2 separate regions of the Columba livia genome follow, and region 1 is linked to region 2. The links are chromatin contacts, called in public Hi-C maps. All regions are on one chromosome and are shown on one strand. The core of a region is the stretch at or near the end of the contact, and the rest is flanking DNA. Distances in the headings are between cores, read along the strand shown.

Region 1 (3,108 bases), core at 220-2,719, 42 kb before region 2:
GCAGGAGGTGACAGCCACCCAGCAGAGGGTCTCCAGCAAGCCTCCCAGTACCAGGTTTGGGACAGGCCGTATTCCCTGGTGTGCATGCTTGCGGCGTGGCTCCCTGTCCATGCCATGGCGCTTGGGGTTCCTGTCCCTGCAGCACCCACTGGGGACAGCGCAGGAGATGGGGAACACCGTGGTCCTCATCCACCACTGCCACCAAGCCATGGCACGGCCCTGGCCCTGGCCCTTCACACCTCCTGCTCCATGGAGGATGGCTGTGGGCTCCATGCCATCCAGGAGAGCGGTATGGTGGGTAGAAGCTCGTGTGTGGCTGCAGACAGCCGAGCAAAGGGCACAGTGACACTTGTGGTGTGCGGGCACAGGAGGAAAAGATGCTGCTTGGGGCTGGAGAGGTGCAGGGATGCCGGCGTGTTGCCCTCATGGCTGGGGCTGTTGGGGCGCTGTGCTCCCTCGCTGGGCTCTGATGGGATCTCTCTGTCTCTCTGCATCTCTCCTTCCCTGCTCCGAATTCCTGCATGTGTTTAAAGAAGTGCTCGAGCTGCCAGCAAGCGGGAGCCACCGTGGGCTGCTGCCAGAAGGGGTGTCCCCACACCTACCACTACGCGTGTGCCGTCGACACAGGTGAGCCCGGCCACAGGGTCAGGGGTACGGGTGTCCCCTGGTACCCTCTTACCTGGCTGGCTGCTCCACATCGCTGGAGCCCACCTGAGCCCAGGAGGGGTTCACGGCTCCCTGCCAGCTGGGGCAACGATGATTCCTGCACCAGCAGCACTGGCTGGCAGGCTGTCCTCAGCTGAACCGTTCATGCAAAGGCTGCAGCTGGTCTGGATGGTGGTGGGAGGCCACGGAGGACACTGTCCCTGATGCTCAGGGACAGCCATTCTGCAGTATGGGGACTCCCTGACACGGCTTTCTCCTCTCCTCGCAGGTTGCTCATTAACCGAAGAGAGTTTCTCTCTGAAATGTCCCAAACATAAGGTAAGCACAGAACCCCCCTGCACACACCTCCAATGCTTTGCAGCCCCTGGGGTAGGGGGCTCTGCGTTTGAACAATCTACCCCCCAGGGACACCCCACTCCATGGCACACCTACCCCAGACACTCAGCCCCATGGGGTATCGTGTCCCTGGATGACACCAGGCCCCCAGGACCCTGCACTGCAGGGACAGGCCAGTGGGTGCCAGGTCTGGAGCCCCCAGCCGGGGTACTGGGGATTATCCCCCTTCCCTAAGCACTGATGGGGTATGGGGGTGATAATTGAAGCCGTGCTAGAAGCGCCACATGTCGGGTGAGCACACAGTTATTTGCGAGTGGGGAGGGTGGCTGCTGACGGGGACACCCCGCAGCGGGACCACGGGGCTGATGTCTCTCTTCTCCCCACAGAGGCAGCCGCTGTAGCTCCTGGCGCGCACCCGCCCTGCTGCCAGCAAGGGACCGGCGGAGGAGGCAGCGCCCTGGGGAGCGGAGCGGGGCCGTACGGAGCCGTACCGAGCCGTACCGGGAGCCGCCCCGCTGCAGGTGGGCGCAGCGCTGCCGCCCCGGCCCCCTCCCGCCCCAACCCCGTTCTGGGCGGGCGGATCCAGCGCCAGGTTTTGCCCCCTCGCCGGGCCCCGGCAAAACCTGGCCTGGCCTCACCGGGAGGCGGAATGGGATCCCATCCTGGGATGGCTGCACAGGGGGGAGGTGGGGGAGGGATTCGGGTTGGGGGGGCCATGTAGAAGGGGTCCCGGCGATGTTGTCTTACTGTGGGGCCGCCGGACCCCCCGCGGGTCCCGGCTCTCCATATCTCACACTGATCTGATCTGAGATGTTGCCTTTAGCAAACCTCACGGTGTCTGTCTGTATATACGTGCGGCGGAGAAAAGGAAAAAAAAGAAAAAAAAAAAGGACAAAAAAAAAAAAAAAGGAAAAAAAAAAAGAAGACAAACAACGGCCTGCTGTTTGAAACACCACTCTCCTTTTTCCATGTTGTTCTTCCATCTCCTGTCTGCCCCCACCCTGCCTGGCCTGGGGTGCCAGGCCCTGTCCCCAGCAGCTGGGTCCCCACTGGGGTGACAGGCACGTGGCTGGGCTGGTGGGCACCCACCGGGCTGCTCCAGCCCCACTCGCGCCCTCCAGCCCCCGGCCCATTGCACCCACCACCCTCCCGCTCCATGGGGCACTGGTCCTGCTGCCAAGGACCCCAAAAACCCACTGTCCTGCCTCTGCTCAGCCTCGCCAGCACCTCCTCTTGCTGGTGCTGGGCTTTGTTCCCTGTGCTTGTGCAAAACCCCAGGCTCTGGGTGCAAAGCCTGTGGCCCTGGGTACAAACCCCAGGCTCTGGGTGTTGAACCCCAGGATTTTATCCTGATGCAAGAGGGTGCAAACAACCCAGAAATGGCTTCCAGGCAGCAGCAGGGTTCTTGGAGGAAGAGGAGGCATTTGCTTCCTCCCACTGCATGGCCCTGGCTTGCTCCTCGTGCCCTGGGTGCTGAGTTCACTCAGCTCCCTTGGTTTTCACATTCCTTCCCAGACACCCTGGGGGCTGCCCAGCTCTGGGATCACCCCCCACCTGTGTCACCCACAGGGCGCCCTGCATGACTCCCCAGTCTCTGCACCCCACCCCCACAAGCCTTGCACCACCCGCACCTGGGTGCAGGTGGCAAATAATACCCAACCCATGGCGATTCAAGCCCAAATCCCATCCTAAAAACAGAGCCACCAGCTGCCCCCCACCTGCAAAGCATCCTGCAAAGGGGGGGGGGGGGGCACAGCGCTGGCCCCATCCATCTCCCCCACCCCGACCCTGCAGAGCCAGCGCCCCGTGTCCTCGGTGTCCCCTCTGTCCCACCCAGCCCTCACCCTCAAGGTTTGCTGGCCACAAAACGTCTGTTCTTTCAGCAGCTTGGCTCGGACACGGGAGTGAAAAACACATTTAAAAAAAAAACAAACAAAAAAGAGAAAGAATAATAAAAATAATTAATTTAAAGAATAAAAAAAATCCTGGTGTCCCTGGCAGTGTTGCCTGAAATCTGGCTATTTTTAGTGACATCTTGTACATATGACTGTAAAATGGTAAACCGTGTGTATTATATATTGCCTCATTATATAGTGTATATATATG
Region 2 (3,327 bases), core at 65-2,564:
GTTTAGAATAAAGCCGCAACGTGCTTGCCACTGAATTTAGTTTTTGCTGGTTCAAGAGGGAACCCTGAAAACTTGAACTCCAAGCCAGGACAAAGGGAGGATAGTTGCAGAAGCTGCGTTTTTGGCAAATGTGGATATTAAGTTGACTAATTTGATCTTGCAGCACACACACGTCTGAAAAACACCGTAGGATTCGTCTTTGTGGTTTTGTTTACCATTAAGTGCTTTGTGATAGACTATTGTGTTAGCCAAAGGAACGGCAGCAAGATTGATGTTCCCAGCTAAATCAGCCGAGCACCGCAGCAAGTTTTACTCCCACTTAACAGCTCCCTCTTGCTGCAATCCATGTAAATTGGGAGCCACATCCATGCGAGCGCAGCCCTGCCCAGGCAGATTCATTTCTTAAAACATTCTGGGTCAGCTCAAAGATCGTCAGCCCCTGTGTTCAAACAGGTTGGGTCTTTCCAAGAAGAGAAAGTAATGATAAAAGTCTTTATACTTCTTAGGGGAAGAAGTCTGGTTGGTTAAAATCTGGTCTCTTCTCTACTCCTTCCCCAACCAGCTGTGCATCTGGGGCCGCAAACCTAAACCCAGCTTTAATGAACTCAAAATATCAGGAAAAATGCCTCCTCCAAAGGCCTGTCTGAAGGCAGTCCGATCTCCTTCCTTAGCAGGAAAAGCAGCGTGATTTCTCTGAGGTTTGAATTTTTCCTCATTTAAAAGTAGTTTCAAATGTAACCTCTCTTTTCAGTAAAAAAAATCCATAATATTCATATAAATCTGTGACTTTTCTCCCTGATGAACAAAATGCAACAGGGAATCTCAAGCAAACTAAAATGTTTTCTTAATGTAACAGAGGAAAATGCAAACTTAAAAGGCAGCAAAACCAAATTCAGGCCCCAAATTCAATTTTAGGGAACTGTGGGTGTTTGCTATTACTGGAAATCCAGCTCCCTTAGCTGGAAACCCAAGACACCTCCCACCTCATATTTCTCACCAAAAGGCTTATGAACCACACGTCCGTTTACATCCAAAGCTTCACAGCAAAGGCCAGAGCTGCTGCTTGAGTCTCTGACAGAGCTCGGTACCCAGCCCAAAAATCAGTGTGATGGATGTGGAGCTTTTGGAATAGCAGAGGACGAACTGGAATTTATTGAAACGCTCAGACCAGTGGAGTTATTCTACCATGAATAGCTTGGTAACATCACTCAGCTCACCTTTCAGTGTATAATGACTACGAATGCATTAGCACCAGCCAGCAAAGTCGCAGATGGAGGAAAATAGAAAAAATATTAAGGGTGACCTGACTAAGTCTTCGTGACAGCTACACTCTGCCACTTGTAGAATCGTGCTCATGCATGAAACACATCCCATTCCACATAAAAAGCCAGCATTTGTCTCAAAGTTTGCCCCAATCTCCTCTGAATGACTAAATCAAAGACAAAAATCAAGGCCACTGAGTCTTCTTTCCAGCCTTTGCTGTGACAGCACAGATTCACAGATCTAGAGTCTAATTTATTTTTAAAGGCTTGAGAAACAAAGCCCTGTGCTAAGAGCAAGGAACAAAGGGTACTCTTTAGTGCCTCACTCCCCAGGCCTGTCATTAAGGGGAAGATTAAACTTTCCCAAGGCTGCCGTATCACGTGTCACCTCCTGCAGCAGATGTGGCTGACAGCGCCTTTGTCTAACGTGTCGAGAGTCCTATGACCCAAGTCCCACCCCGGGGATGATTCCCGCAGATCAACTCTTCCAAACCTCAGCTCTGCGCAAGACAGGCTTTTTTTTCAAGATTAAGAGTTACTTAAAAACAAAACCTTTATATGCAGGAAGGTTCCACCCACCTCAGCCAGCTCCCCTTGCACCAGCACTGGAACTAGAAAGCTCAGAGATGAGAACACAGAGAGAGCTCACGGGAGCCTCCCTAAGCCAGGAAGCAGCACAAGCATTTAGGCAGAGCCCAAGCTGGAAAGCAGAACTAGAGATTGTGGTTGTGCTGTTTTCAGTCCCAAGTCCCTACATCTGTACAGCCCCACGCAACAGGGACTTGAAGACTCAAGTCTCCGCTAGTTCAGAGTTTTGCACAAGGTTGTCCTGCTTTTTACAGACATGGCCCACAAAAATTCTATGGCTAGGACAATAAAAAATAAATCATAGTATTAAAGGCAACAACTGAAACAGGAATGTTACCATAAAAGACCATAAAAGGACCTTATAAACACTTTCTGTGGTTTGGTTCTCTGCATTTCGTTATGTTGGACCATTGGCCCAAATGGCCAACACTCGTCAACTGACCTATTTTACACTTAAGCGGAAACCCAGAATGAATGTAAATAATTGAAGGAGAAGGTGCCCCACCTTTCGTATCGAAGGAAGACGTTATTTAAATCATCATTCACATGCAGCAGTTCCTCTGTGACTTCTTCATTGGACACTCGTGAGATAAGCTCCACAATTCTCTGCTGCATAGCTCTACAGGTTCGGTTCAGTTCCTAGGAGGAATGCATTGTGCACACACATTCTGGTAAGCAGCTAGCAATAAGGAGATTTAGTTGAGCTCTGTTCGCAGCCAAACGTATCCCCCGGCTGAGAAACACTAAGACAAGTCTATCTTTGCATGATTAAATGTCACCCAAAAGCACATCTAATCAAACATGCCCTTCAAGAGACGATGGCATAAAACCTTGAGAGCCTATTTACAATTCAACATCCTGATTCTTCTTTAACTCTGAGCACTTCAGAAAATAAATACCTGCATTTTAGTCACCTGCTTTAAGAATAAAACAGGTTAACACAACAGCTTTCCAGAAGAGAGCTTTCAAGGGATATTCCATCTGCTCTTTTTGGCAATATCATCCTTAAAAACTAAAAGACACACATGGTGGAACAAGTCGGGTAAAAAAGTTCATCAGGGCTATAAGAAGTAGCCAAGTGTGTGCTAGGAAGAGAAGGGTTGGGGACACAGAATGTCCCACCTACTGAGAACTTGAGTGTGGACACAAAACACGGAGCAGGAACATGAAGAGATGAGCACCCCACACACCCCAGTATTGAACTATACACAGAAATGTGCCCTTCAACTGAGCACAGCCACCGGCAAGAGTCTGCAAAAAGGCAGTGGGGAGTTTCAGAAGAAAAATGTAAAGAATATAGAGTAAAGGCATTATTTTAGAGATCTCTCTCTCATGCCAAGAAATCCAGGTTTGAGTTTGCCTAAACCAGGAAGGAGTTCTCGTGCTTCCCAGGCATCTCTTCCAGCCCCAGTTACTTAGCAGAATTCTTTACTCCCAAAAGGCCTCAAGACCAAAGGTCAAAGCTGGTACGTTGAGG

What was found. Hi-C and Micro-C count contacts between places; a contact is called where the count stands out from the background.
Region 1: a contact with region 2 is called in a Hi-C map of crop, with 3 times the contacts expected there. The contact joins two enhancer-like sites. A contact is called at or near these places in 2 of 2 Hi-C or Micro-C datasets (crop and liver).

Annotation. Positions count from the first base shown.
Region 1 is chr15:13,021,707-13,024,814 of bColLiv1.pat.W.v2, reverse strand. RAI1 (retinoic acid induced 1) reads left to right here. Exons shown (of 5, transcript XM_065031319.1): 3 at 534-627; 4 at 935-984; 5 at 1,389-3,108. The coding sequence ends at 1,403. Among named protein-coding and RNA genes, the nearest start is that of SREBF1, 14 kb to the right of the region's middle. Within about 2 kb of position 1,469, at least 1 of the 3 cell types and tissues checked has an H3K27ac peak away from gene starts, as active enhancers do.
Region 2 is chr15:12,978,893-12,982,219 of bColLiv1.pat.W.v2, reverse strand. TOM1L2 (target of myb1 like 2 membrane trafficking protein) reads right to left here. Exons shown (of 14, transcript XM_065031323.1): 8 at 2,356-2,489. Among named protein-coding and RNA genes, the nearest start is that of SREBF1, 29 kb to the left of the region's middle. Within about 2 kb of position 1,314, at least 1 of the 3 cell types and tissues checked has an H3K27ac peak away from gene starts, as active enhancers do.